Regions from separate parts of the Mus musculus genome. Here regions 1 and 2 are each linked to region 3. A link is a contact called in public Hi-C and promoter capture Hi-C data. All regions are on one chromosome and are shown on one strand. The core of a region is the stretch at or near the end of the contact, and the rest is flanking DNA. Distances in the headings are between cores, read along the strand shown.

Region 1 (3,865 bases), core at 1,069-3,568, 630 kb before region 3:
ATTAGTCAAGCTGACAAACAAGAATAGCCATCACAAATCATATATACATTGTAAAACGCCACAATCAAACAAATTAGCATATCTATCATCTCTCAGAGCTGCTTTTTTCTAATAAAAAATAGTACTAAACTAAGCAGGATGGCTATTTTAGTTTATAATAATATATTTGCCTCAGAAGTATAAGTGATATCTGTCTAATTATGTGTGACATATCACCTTTGAATTAGAACACCTTAGATCTGAGTCATCAATAGTTCAAATAGGAGTAAAAGTATCTGGATGCCTTTTCCTTACAACAATTAACTGTATATCTTGACAACGAATTCATCCTGACAAGGGAGACACTCCCTAGGAATGGGTCTGATCCAGAGCCTTGCACATGTTCTGTAAACAATATTCCTTAGTCCTGTGGAGCTAAACTAATTTTTAAGAAATCATACTTTATCCTTTTCTTTACTATATATTTACCAAGACTAAATTGCTTAGAAGGTTTTAAGGCCTATAAGAAAGAAAAGAAAAGAAAAGAAAAGAAAAGAAAAGAAAAGAAAAAGAAAAACCACAAATATCTGAAAAAGAATTAAAAATCTTCAAAATAAATATTACCCTAAAAACTGACACAAGAAAAAAAAACACACACAATTTTTAGGTACCTTCTTATACTAGATATTGTGTCCCTACTTATTCATTTATTTATTTATTTTAAGTTTTTTGTTTTGTTTTGTTTTGTTTTTTCAGTTTTTTGAGACAGGATTTCTCTGTAAAGCCCTAGCTGTCCTGGAACTTGCTCTGCAGACCAGGCTGGCCTCGAACTCACAGAGCTTAGCCCACCTCTGCCTCCCAAGTGAAGAGAGAGGAAAGACCAGAAGGAGAATAAGCAGACAAACATACCTCAAAACTAACACTTATATAAATTCCCAGCAACACTATAGATATGAATATACACAAAGATTTGGGCCAGGCGGTGGTGGCACACACCTTTAATCCCAGCACTTGGGAGGCAGAGGCAGGCGAATTTCTGAGTTCAAAGCCAGCCTGGTCTACAGAGTGAGTTCCAGGACAGCCAGGGCTATACAGAGAAACCCTGTCTCAAAAAAAAAACCCAAAAAACAAAACAAAACAAAACAAAAGATTGGTAGTCAAAAATTAGTCTGGAAGTATATGTTTCAATATGATAACTTATAGTAGGGTAGGGTACTCACAATTAAAGACTGGTTAAATAGTTCTCTTATCTATAATGTCATGTTTTAATTTCTGAATCTTTTTTTTAAATGTGACTTTCAAAGAAATATTGAAAGGTTGAACTAATTTTTGAGATATGATTTGGTAAAAGGGAGCAGAGTGAGAAGAAAATACCGAGTAGTTGAACCAAGTATGCATTCCATATGCTCATACCAACTAGTAAGAGTAAGGGAGACCCTGTTAAAAAAAGAGAGAGAGGGCTGGAGAAATAGCTCAGTGGTTAAGAGCACTGACTGCTTCTCTAGAGCTCCTGAGTTCAGTTCCCAGCAACCACATGGTGGCTCACAACCATCTGTAATGGGATCTGATGCCCTCTTCTGGTGTGTCTGAAGACAGCTATGTACTCGTATACATAAGATAAATAAATCTTGAAAAAAAAAAAAAAGGAATTTGTTAAAAAGGGGGGGGGGGAGTCATGTGACTAAGGAGAGCTCAGGGAGGTGTGTAGCAACAGCTGGAGTAAAACAGCATGAAGTGGTCTGAAAAGGCAGTAAGAAAAGGCCTGACAACTGGTAAACTGACCCATTCCTCATTGGTGGTTCAACTGTATAAATAAGAGTGGCAGCTTAGTGGGAAAGTACTTAGCAACTCTGTTGACACAGACAACAGAAAGGACCACTACAGTGGCAAATTGAACTGTGCAAGGCCAATTAACCCTTTCACCTTAAGTGTTTTATTCTACTCTTACTGTGCCTGTTAGATCCACATTGGTATGTGTTAAGACCAAATGCAATTATAAATCAGTTATAGGTATTGATGAATTCTGCAAATTTCATGAAGCACATCTGTCTTTTAGTGACCTAAATGCCTCCTTTGCTACTCTCATCTGGTTTTAATTAGGAAACATTTTCAAAAGAAGTGGTTATTCAGAAACCCAAATATACATGTTCTTTACTATGAAATGATAACTACTCAAGTTTTTTGTCATGAAGGTTTGCTTTTAGTTTAATTTGTTTGGTTGGTTTTGTTAGAGTCACCTCAATTTTTCTTCTAGGAAAATCAGATAGAGTAACTTCCCTTGGGCAGACTGTTCTCGAGAGACTGTAGAGCGTGCTGAAGGGGTTTATAAGTCACAGACCACAAGCTGATGCATGAGCGGCTCTATCTGTGACTACACTGATGGCTTAAAAAAACAAAAACAAAAAAACCCTTTGCATCTTGAAAAGCTTTGTATTTTTTAAGACAGTAACAGGCGTACTGCTGTTTCATCTTCCTGCTTCCCAAACAGGCATATGGCTTCTTTTAACTATGTGTATTTGAGAGCAAGAATCCTATTTCCACACACTCTAAAAACTAAAAAACCCACACCGCAACACGGTGTTCAAATATTTGGTAAAGAACATCTTGTGAAATACTTACTGGCTTATGTGAAAAGCTTTATTTCTATAAAGTATGTGAGACTGCAAAAGATGTGATTTGTTCAATGATAAACTAAGGCCATCCACATAAATGTTGTGTCTTTTTATTGCATTTTTGTTTTGTTGTTAAGACAAGGTCTTATGTAGCTCAATCAGGCCTCAAAATGCTTTATAGTCAAAGCTGTCTTCAAACTTCTGATCCTGAGGTCTCAGCCTCCCAAATGCCAAGATTACAGGAGCACCACACCACACTTAGCTCTCTATTTTCCTGTTACTCACACCCTCAAAGGCTCAACATTATCCTACATGCAAAAACAGCATGTCAAGTTTTCTCCAAACACACCAGTTATCACTGAATCTTAATAATACTTTAAAAATTACTAATTAAAGCCAGGCATGGTGATAGATGCCTTTCAGCACTTGGGAGGCAAAGACAAACAGATCTCTTTGGGTTCAAGGCCAGCTTAGTCTACACAGTGGGTTTCAGGTCAGCCAGGGGTAACATAGTGAGATTACATCTCAAGCAAATGAACAAACAAACAAAACTGTCTGGTCAAAATGCTAACAGATAGCTCGAGGACAAGTCTGAAGGAATCCAGACCCAATAAAGATTAACAGCCACTTAAAATGATTGCCCTTGCCTTTCAGGAGCAAGGGATGTTCTCAGCTCTGGCTTCTCTCAACTCTTCTTCCTAAGCCACAAAATGCAAAAGAGCTGAAGAATTCTGTCTTCTTGGGACAAAGGCTATATTTATTGATTTCTATGATCATGTTAAGATCGGTGAAGGAAGAGACGAGCTTCCCTCAGTCTTTTCACAAATTTAGGTTACCCACGGGCTCTCCTATTTCTCTTCTCTTCCATAACTCCAGTACAACCGCAGTAAAGGGTCTCATCAAACGAAGCAGCATCAGTGAAGAGCCATAGGGGCTGATGGTAAGTGTAAGTAGCAGAAACCCCTCACCCTGCTCGAGAGCGAGCCAGAGCACACGGATGCTTTCTCAGACATTATTCATCACACAGCTGTCCCCTACTTCCTGAAATAATCTCACGAGCTAGAAGCAGACAAACTAGAATACTAGGACTTAGTATTCAAATACCAGACAAACTTCAGGAATTTATCTTAGCTACCATCAGACTTCAAGAGAAATGAAAACAATATGATACACTATGCCACGTAAACACACTATTTAGCTAAAAGCTGCAATCTAGGTAAGTTTAAGTTACAACATGCAGATTTGGTAAAGATTCCTCTCAGAAATCCACTTCC
Region 2 (3,917 bases), core at 71-2,570, 660 kb after region 3:
TCCCAGCAGGAGATAGATCCCTAGGAGGAATTCTAATGTGTGTGCAGGCATATGTGCCTATCAGTGTACGGAGGCGGGGTGGGGGTGGGGGGAGAGGTGTCCATTTTTTTTTTTCCCAATGGGGTAAATAACAGGGTTAGTATATCTGTTTAGTATACACCCATTCCAGTCTTGATAGGCGGGTTACACCAACCCTTCCCTGAGCAACCGCTGGCCAAACTCCATTGCTGAACCTGCTGGCCTGCCTTTTCCAGTCCTAACTTAAAAGGGCATGGCTTTTTTTTCTTTTTTTCTTTTTTTCTTTTTTTTCCCCCCCTTCCCTTCTCTGGCCACCTGCCAAGATTAGCAGATTGCCTACCCTCTCAAACTCTAGTAAAATTGCCCCCCCCCCGAGCTTCCTTTTGAACATTTTAAATTTATTTGATTAAGGAGACTAAGAACCCCCAACGAGAGACCCTAGTAACAAGCATAAATTATGTTCCAAGCAGAATGGTGGCGCGCAGGTAGTACAACCTGCAGGCTGTTTTTCCATACCAAGAAGTAGTCTCCAATTCAATCTGTATATCTGGAAACTAAATTTAAAATTGGATTGAAACTCAGAATAAGGCAAAAGCTACTGTTACTGCAAGTAGGTACCAATTTGATAACACTCTGGCTTTCCGTTGCAGAGGAAGCACAGTTCAGTCTGTTATTTCATTTTGCTGTGCTGTTCCAGAAAACAGGTTGTGTGCCTCTTGCCTCAAAGTTTAACAGTCGCGATCTACTTTCAAAAGGCTTTAAGGCGGCATGTTATTTGGTATTCCAAGGAAGGCTGTTGAAAAGCCTTCCTTTCGCCCTTGCATTTCCTAGGTGACTTAAGTTAGCAGTGCAGGAACGTCTATTTTTGCTTAGCGGGGCAGCAAGACCGTGTAGACCAGACCCAAACACGTTAACTGGAGGAAACGACTCAAGAAGTTGAATGCCATTGGCCCTGAAGGTAGAGCTCAGTCCCTAGTCCGGAAGTGTTTTAGAAAAACGTTATTCCAACCTATTTGTTTGCCCCAGCAACGCTGGTCCCGCCACAGCGTCACACAGCAGGACAGCCGCATAGCCCACAGATCTGCTTCCCAGGTACCAGGCAGCCAGCAACCGTAGTCAGGTTGGGAGCGCACTCAATGCGCATGTCCGTAGTCCAGCCCCCGCCTCGCCCTCCCCGGCCACGCCCATGAGGTCTCCGCTGGAGGGCGGGGCCGCCCCGCTTGAATGGGGCGCGCATTCCTGTGGGACCACGTGACGCGGCCGCGCGGCCTGAGGTAAACAAGCGCGGCCCCGCCTCCTACCATCCGCGCGCTGCACTCCTGCTTGCGGGCGGGCGGCGCTCGTCTGAGCGGGCAGCTCCTCCAACCGTCCCCAGCGGCCGGCGCGGGGCACAGCTGCGCCAGCGTCCTACGCCCGAGTCCCCGGCCGAGCGCGCGCCCTCCGGTGCCCTCGGACCGCCCGCGCGCTGTGGCGCAGCACGAATTGGGTCGCGGCCCGGGCGCTATTCGCGGCTCCTGACGCGGCGGCCCGCGGCGCTGAGCTCAGCGCTATTCTCGGGCTCCGGGGCACTGCGCCCGAGGGTGTGTCTCCAAGCCGGGCTCGCAGCTATAAGGGGCCGCGGGCGGCCGCGGCCATGCAGCTCTACAGCAGCGTGTGCACCCATTACCCTGCGGGCACGCCGGGGCCCACGGCCGCCGCCCCGCCTGCCACCGCCGCCGCCGCCTTCAAGGTCTCCTTGCAGTCAGCCAGCCCCGCCGCCGCGGCCCCGGAGCCGGATACCGGAGAGCGCCCACCCGCCGCGGCCACCGAACCACGCGAAGCCGCCGCCGCCGCTGCCATGCCCGCCTTCTCTGCCTGCTTCGAGCGGTCCGGGTCCGCCGCCGCCCCGCCGGGCGCGTGCAGCAAGCCGCCGCTGCCGCCGCACTTCACGTCCACGGCGCACATCGCCGTGCGGGCCCTGGGCGCCGAGCGCCTCCTGCTGCCGCCACCCTCAGCCCCCTCGCCGCCGCGTCGCGGTTCCTCTGCCTGGCTGCTGGAAGAGCTGCTCCGGCCCGACGAGCCCGCGGCCCCGAACGCCGTCCGCGACGCTCCGGACAGGAACTTCCGACTGAGCGAGCACCGCCAGGCCCTGGCAGCCTCCCAGCACCGGGCCCCTGCACCGGCCCCCGTCGGCCCGGAGCCCGGCGCCGGCCCGGGCTCCGGCCCGTGGGGTGAAGAGCGCCGGGCGGAGCGCAGTTCCCGGGGTTGGGACCGGGCGAGCGGTCGCAGCGACGCCTCCGGGTCTGACGCGCTCCGACGGCAAGATCCCGAAGCCGAGGCTCACCCGGTTCCGGCACCCGCTCGGAGCAGCGGCGAGCCGGCCCAGAACGGCGAAGGCGAAGCCGTAGGCACGTCCCGGGCGGATCCCAGGGACGAGAAGCTAGCCCTGTACCTGGCCGAGGTGGAGAGGCAGGACAAGTACCTGAGGCAGAGAAACAAGTACCGATTCCACATCATCCCCGACGGCAACTGCCTCTACCGAGCTGTCAGCAAGACTGTGTACGGGGACCAGAGCCTGCACCGGGAGCTGAGGGAGCAGACCGTGCACTACATCGCGGACCACCTGGACCACTTCAGCCCACTCATTGAGGGCGACGTGGGGGAGTTTATTATCGCTGCTGCCCAAGATGGGGCGTGGGCCGGATATCCCGAATTGCTGGCCATGGGGCAGATGCTGAATGTGAATATACACTTAACTACTGGAGGGAGGCTGGAGAGCCCCACCGTGTCTACCATGATCCACTATCTGGGCCCAGAGGATTCTCTACGGCCCAGTATTTGGCTCAGTTGGCTCAGCAATGGACACTATGATGCTGTTTTTGACCACTCCTATCCTAACCCAGAGTATGACAATTGGTGCAAGCAAACCCAGATACAGAAAAAACGCGATGAAGAACTTGCCAAGTCCATGGCCATATCCCTGTCCAAAATGTATATTGAACAAAATGCATGCTCTTGAAAAGTCTGAGGACCTGACAAGTTGGGGGAAATGGCGCGTGTCAGTTGTGTTGGGAGAACCACACGAACTCTAATTAGGGTAATGGCACTTTTCACTTTCCTAGTAGACTGACTTTAGGTGTAATGCCTTAATCAGTTTTTGAATGTCCTCTCAGAGCCGCAGGTTGCTGGGCACCTGAATGATGTTTCCTGATAGCTTTGGGTGAGCCTACTGCTATTTAAAATTTGCTGTATAAAGTGAGTGCTACTTAATTTGCAAGCTGATGTCTCACGGTATGAATTTGTTCATTCCTGGTAGTCTATTTTCTATAAAAATGTATTTTTGCACATTTTTAAAAATGGGTGTACTTTCATCTATTGCCTTGTTCCAATTTCGAGAAATGGCTTTTAAGCAGAATCCAGAGAAGTGCTTTCTATGAAGTTTATTTCAGTTTGTGATTTAGTAACTAGTTTATTGTTGGAATATTTCACAATTCTTAATTATTTCAAATGGATATTGACACATTATGTTACCAGATGATTAGCCCATTCCATTTTGATGAAAAAAACCTATTGGGGAGGGGGGGAGAGAAGATGTTATTTTTTTAAGAAATGGTTCATTTTGAAGAAGTTAAGGAAGGGATAGCTTTGGGACGATTTTTTTTTTTTTAATGACAGTACCAGGCCTTACTTGAAGTCTGCTATTTGCTGACGGCAGAATGATAATTCTGTACTCTTATGTTTATAGAGTAGATTGGTGTTCTCGATTGTGTTCGTTTTATTCATCAACTTAGGAAAGGCTTTTATGAACTTTTGTGAGAAGGTCAGCCTCCTGCATTATACAGCTTCTTGATTTCAACACTGTTTTTAGCAGGAAGCTTTTGTCTTAATATTCTGTCGTTTTAAAGTTCTTCCAAAAGGCA
Region 3 (4,322 bases), core at 1,374-3,873:
TTCTCAAATGTCCCCCATTTACATACACGCTCATTATTGATAATGTGGATTTACTTTCTTTAATATTATTCTATAAACTTTGGTGCACAAAAAAAGCATAGTAAAACATCTTCTGGGTACCAATAATCATTTCCTAAAATAAAACCAACCAGAAATACATGACTTCCAAGCATGGTGAGGGAGGTATTATTTTTTTAAAGTACATTGTTAGAAAAATGAAGAAAAACAACTGCCTTATGTCAACTCACATTCCTCAAAATAAAGGCACATGGACAACAGGGAGAGACATTTTAGCAACCTTCCCACTGTGGCAGGCTCTGCATGTTTGTGTTGAATTAATTACATGCTTAAATGATACACTATGCTAGCAGTGTATAAGCTTAGAATTAGTAACTTCTTAAAAGCAACAGTAAGTAACACTCGGTGTTCCCACCATCTTTCAGTCGGTATTTTCCAAGTAGAGTAACTGGAAAACAAATGTAGCAACTCAAAAATAAACACAAGGTAGCAACCCAAATGTTACAGTGAAGTGCCCAATGGCAACTTTTTCCAGACATTCTCAGTCACTCTTCCCACCACTCCCACCCCCAGCAGCATTTTGTTGCCACTACTTAAACATAGACTCCTAACCAAAACACCAGAATTCCAAAAGGAGATTTAAAGGGGCCGTAAACATGGGTCCACGCCCAACCTGCATTAACCGTGCGTGCCCAGTTGCAATAATTAGGAAGTTGCTAATAGTAAGGTAAATAACAAAAAGAACTTTACAAAACCAAACATAACTAAATTAGAGACTTATGGCAATGGAAAACTGTAACTTTGCTTTCTGAAATAAAACGGGGGGGGGGGGGTGCATTGTTGTCTGCTGTTTTAACAGTTGACATTCCTAACAGCTAAAGATGTCAGTAAAATGAACCCCAGTAGACCCAGCAGTAAAGTAATAGATTTCTCAACTCTTTAAAACGTTCCAGATAAACACAATCATCTTCATATTGCTTCACCTTTCTCCAGCTCTGCTTGGGAGGAAAACTATAAATAAAAGATACTGAGCCATTTTAAACAACTCTGTTAATTTAAGAGTGCAAAAACCACGCTGGCTTTCTGTCACTTACATTATGCTGAAAGGGACACCTGGGCATCCACTGAAAACAAAAGCAGAGCAGCAGGCTCAAGCTCTCTCTCTGAAGCTGGCTGACTGCAGTAGGTAAGGTCATGGTCAAAATTCACAAGCTCATTGAAACTTTCAAGGCTCAGCCAACAGCGCCTATCACGTTTCCTGAGCCCATCTAAGAAGATTAAAGCTGCAGGAGTTTTCTCGCTGTCAGATCAGCAGGACGCTGTTTCAGCCCCCCACACCGCAGTCCGCAGAGTCTGCAGCCGCGCACCTCCTTACATCCCTAGCTGTGCGCTAGACTAACCCTCCCCAACGCGCACCCCGACAGTCTTTTAAACAACCTCCAAAATGGATGTAATTAACTCTAGACCACCTCGAACTCGCGACCGCCGGGACCCCCTCCGACTATCACCACCAAGGCCATCCTTCTGCAGAAGTCTGTGACTTCTGCCTGGCTCCCCAAGGAGGGGAGGAAGCAAGGGGGAGGGAGGAAGACTCCCCGCCAGGAGGTCTGGAAAGGGCACAGCAGCTGGGCGATGCGGGAAGGGATGAAGAGAAGACGCTCAGCACCAGGGCCATATTTACGTTGCTTTTTTTTTTCCTTTGCCCGTCTTCCCCACCCCCACCCCCCACCCCCCCAAAAAAATTCTCCTAGAGTCTGACAATACTGCCTTTAAAGGAAAAAAGAAAGCTAAGCTCTCAAGCTGCCGCCCAAAATCTTCTGATTCACTCCAGTCCTATCTCCGAGAAGCTCCGGACTCTTCCTGACAGGGACAGGTTCACCTGCCCACCCGCTCAGGGCAGGAGGGCCCATCGGTCCCAGACAAGTGGAGCGATCGCTCGGACTGGGCCCTGAGCGGTTCCCCGCCAGGACTGATAGCTGAGACAGAGTCGGTCCCCGCACAAACTTCCCACTTCGCGGACAGCGAGCACCGACCGGCGGGAGGACGAATGCGGGACAGGACAGCCGCGGAGAGGCTCAGAAGCACAGAACAGAGAATGCTTCTCATCCTGCACCCTCCCTGGGTTCCAAAGGGAGCGCAAGCGCCGCCGGAGAAACCCAGGAGATGGACGCTTGTCGTGGGGTTAGGGGTACCCCAAGAGGCGAGTGGCCAGAGGGCCCGGGACCGACCGAGCTAGCCGGCTAGAGGTCCCCGCCCTGCCACCGCTGCAGCAGGAGGAGCAGAGCCGGGAGGCTGAGCCCGAGGAGCAAGAGGAGCGCGCCGCAGAGGAGCCTTACCGAATGGTTGACCCCCCACATGAGCACGCTGAGCAGCGGGTCGCTGGCCCGGAACAGCTTCACTTTCTGAGCCACGAAGTGCTTCTTCTTCGTCTTGGTCTTGCTCGCCAGGACGGAGGACCCCAGGTTGCCAGGGGTCGCCATGGTCGCAGTCTCGGTCCCCTCCACCGCCGCGCCGCCGAGGCCGGGGACCCGCCCTCCCTACACGCCAGCCCGGGGAGGCAGCTGCATCCCCCGGGGCGGCCGCCGCTGCGCGCCTGCTCCAGCCCCGCTCCGCCCGCGCTCAGTCCTGGGCGCTCGCTCCGCCCGCTCCGCGCGCTCGGCCGCTTAGGCTGCAGCTGCGCTCGCCTCGCGCCCCCGCCGGCTCCCGCCCGTCGCGGCTCGGCGCACAGCCCTCGGCTGGTCCAGGCGGCGGGCGGCTTCCGCGTTGGGCGCTAGCGTCATGACGCAGAGGCGGGCGGGGCAGCGGCGCCGACGGGCGGGGCGGGTGCGGATGCGGATGCCGGACCGTTAAGCTGTTCTGTGCGCTCCGCCACCGGTGCTAAGACGAGCACTCTCCTGGCGGCCGCGATCCGTCTGGGGAGGCTGCTGCGGAGTGTGGAGACTCGCGTGAGCATGCCTTTCTCGCTCCTGGGGAGGAGCAAGGAAAGGATACGGAGCCAAGGGAGCTCCGAGGAGGGAGCCCCCAGATGCATGGGGCAGCCAGGAATGTCCGGGAACCTCCGCTTCCCGTGCCAAGGGCTGGCGAGTTCGTGGGACCCAGAGCGCTTCTTCGGGGCCCCGGGCTTCCCCAGCATCTAGGGAAAGGACCTTGGCTCCTCTTTGTCAACTGTCTGCCAGGGAGTCCCCGCCTTGAACTTCCTAACCTTTTGTATCCTGGTTGGGCCTTCCCATGCTATCGGATACTAGAATGTCATTCCCAACCTACTCTGGGATTCTTCACTGAAACCCCTGCTTTAGTCAAGACAGCCATGCCCCAGTCTGGACCGTTTGCTTGGAACCCATCATTTTGCAGGCCACCCCTTCCTTCTCTTATTCTGGACATGCACCTTCTGATTTGAAAATGTTTAGCCTTTCACCACTACCACCCCACACTGAAATTAGTCGTCCTTACGCTGGCATTTGTTGTTGCAAGTCTACAGTCCTTAGATCTTTCAAGAAGACAAAGAGTAACGCCTGGAACAAAAAGGGAGCAGATCCTGTGCGGACCTTCCTTTTCTTCATTTGACCTTTCAGCACGGTTGCCCCCAAAATCCCCTTGGTCATTCTAACTTGTTAATACTATCCCCCCCCCCCCCCGCCCCGCCGCCGCAATGATTCCTTGCTTCTTCTGGTACCAAGCATCACCATTGTTAATGGCTAAAGGGGGTGAAGATAATAACAAAACCAGCCTAAATTAATGCTGAGAAGTCATAAACTTGACCCACAGTTCCACTAGTTGACCAAATCATTTAACCAGAGACTGATGTTATTTGTGTGACTAGGTATAGCCTGACACAAAGGTCACTTTAGGGACTATGCTATAGATTGTTTGTTACACTCAAAACCAGCAGTAGATAAAAGTACACAATGTTGCAGACCTGTAATCCTGGCCCTCAGGAGGCAAGGCTAGAGGATCAGAAATTCAATATAATCCTCAGGTAGGTAGGTATGTTCAAGCCAAGCCAGGTATCCATGAAACCCTGTCTGGGGGCGGTGGAGGGGCTGTGGGGCTGTACAGTCTTTATCTTACTGATAACTCATAAACTGTCGCCTGACCTCAGAAAAGAGTCTATCTAAACCAATTTTCATAGCTTGCCCACAGGCATCCTTTCACAAGAATCTACAACCAAATTCAGCACCCTACACAGCCTACAAGTTGTTTCATTTCTCTTCCTGTGTTGGAAATAAGCATTCATATTGTTGTTAACCAGTTGGGAGTTCATTTATTTAATAAATTCTCATTGACCCAGACTCAAGAGCTTCACA

What was found. Promoter capture Hi-C pulls out the DNA fragments that hold promoters and counts their contacts. A called contact is a pair of places that touch in the nucleus more often than the background predicts.
Region 1: a promoter capture Hi-C map of the HPC-7 cell line shows a contact between it and region 3, with 4 times the contacts expected there. The contact joins the enhancer-like site here to the promoter of Pip4k2a in region 3. A contact is called at or near these places in 9 of 39 promoter capture datasets (the 3T3-L1 cell line, the C10 cell line, the HPC-7 cell line and 5 more), 12 of 484 Hi-C or Micro-C datasets (B cells, cerebral cortex, embryonic fibroblasts and 8 more) and 4 of 115 datasets of contacts at active chromatin or transcription factors (astrocytes, fibro-adipogenic progenitors, forebrain and 1 more).
Region 2: a Hi-C map of rod photoreceptor shows a contact between it and region 3, with 4 times the contacts expected there. The contact joins the promoter of Otud1 here to the promoter of Pip4k2a in region 3. A contact is called at or near these places in 2 of 39 promoter capture datasets (the C10 cell line and pre-B cells), 3 of 484 Hi-C or Micro-C datasets (embryonic stem cells and rod photoreceptor) and 3 of 115 datasets of contacts at active chromatin or transcription factors (memory CD8 T cells, microglia and pancreatic cancer cells).

What each region holds. Positions count from the first base shown.
Region 1 is chr2:18,368,998-18,372,862 of GRCm38.p6, forward strand. The region is part of intron 1 of Dnajc1 (DnaJ heat shock protein family (Hsp40) member C1); the gene reads right to left. Among named protein-coding and RNA genes, the nearest start is that of Dnajc1, 22 kb to the right of the region's middle. Within about 2 kb of position 2,319, at least 27 of the 459 cell types and tissues checked have an H3K27ac peak or open chromatin away from gene starts, as enhancers often do. A contact at or near this core is called in the HPC-7 cell line, liver and uterus, where this site is marked.
Region 2 is chr2:19,656,411-19,660,327 of GRCm38.p6, forward strand. Otud1 (OTU domain containing 1) reads left to right here and starts at 1,321. Exons shown (of 1, transcript NM_027715.2): 1 at 1,321-3,917. The coding sequence starts at 1,652. The coding sequence ends at 3,016. It overlaps Gm3230 (predicted gene 3230), which reads right to left and starts at 1,487. Exons shown (of 1, transcript NR_033642.1): 1 at 1-1,487.
Region 3 is chr2:18,995,498-18,999,819 of GRCm38.p6, forward strand. It overlaps Pip4k2a (phosphatidylinositol-5-phosphate 4-kinase, type II, alpha), which reads right to left and starts at 2,624. Exons shown (of 10, transcript NM_008845.4): 1 at 2,355-2,624. The coding sequence starts at 2,498. It overlaps 4930426L09Rik (RIKEN cDNA 4930426L09 gene), which reads left to right and starts at 2,822. Exons shown (of 1, transcript NR_024323.1): 1 at 2,822-4,307.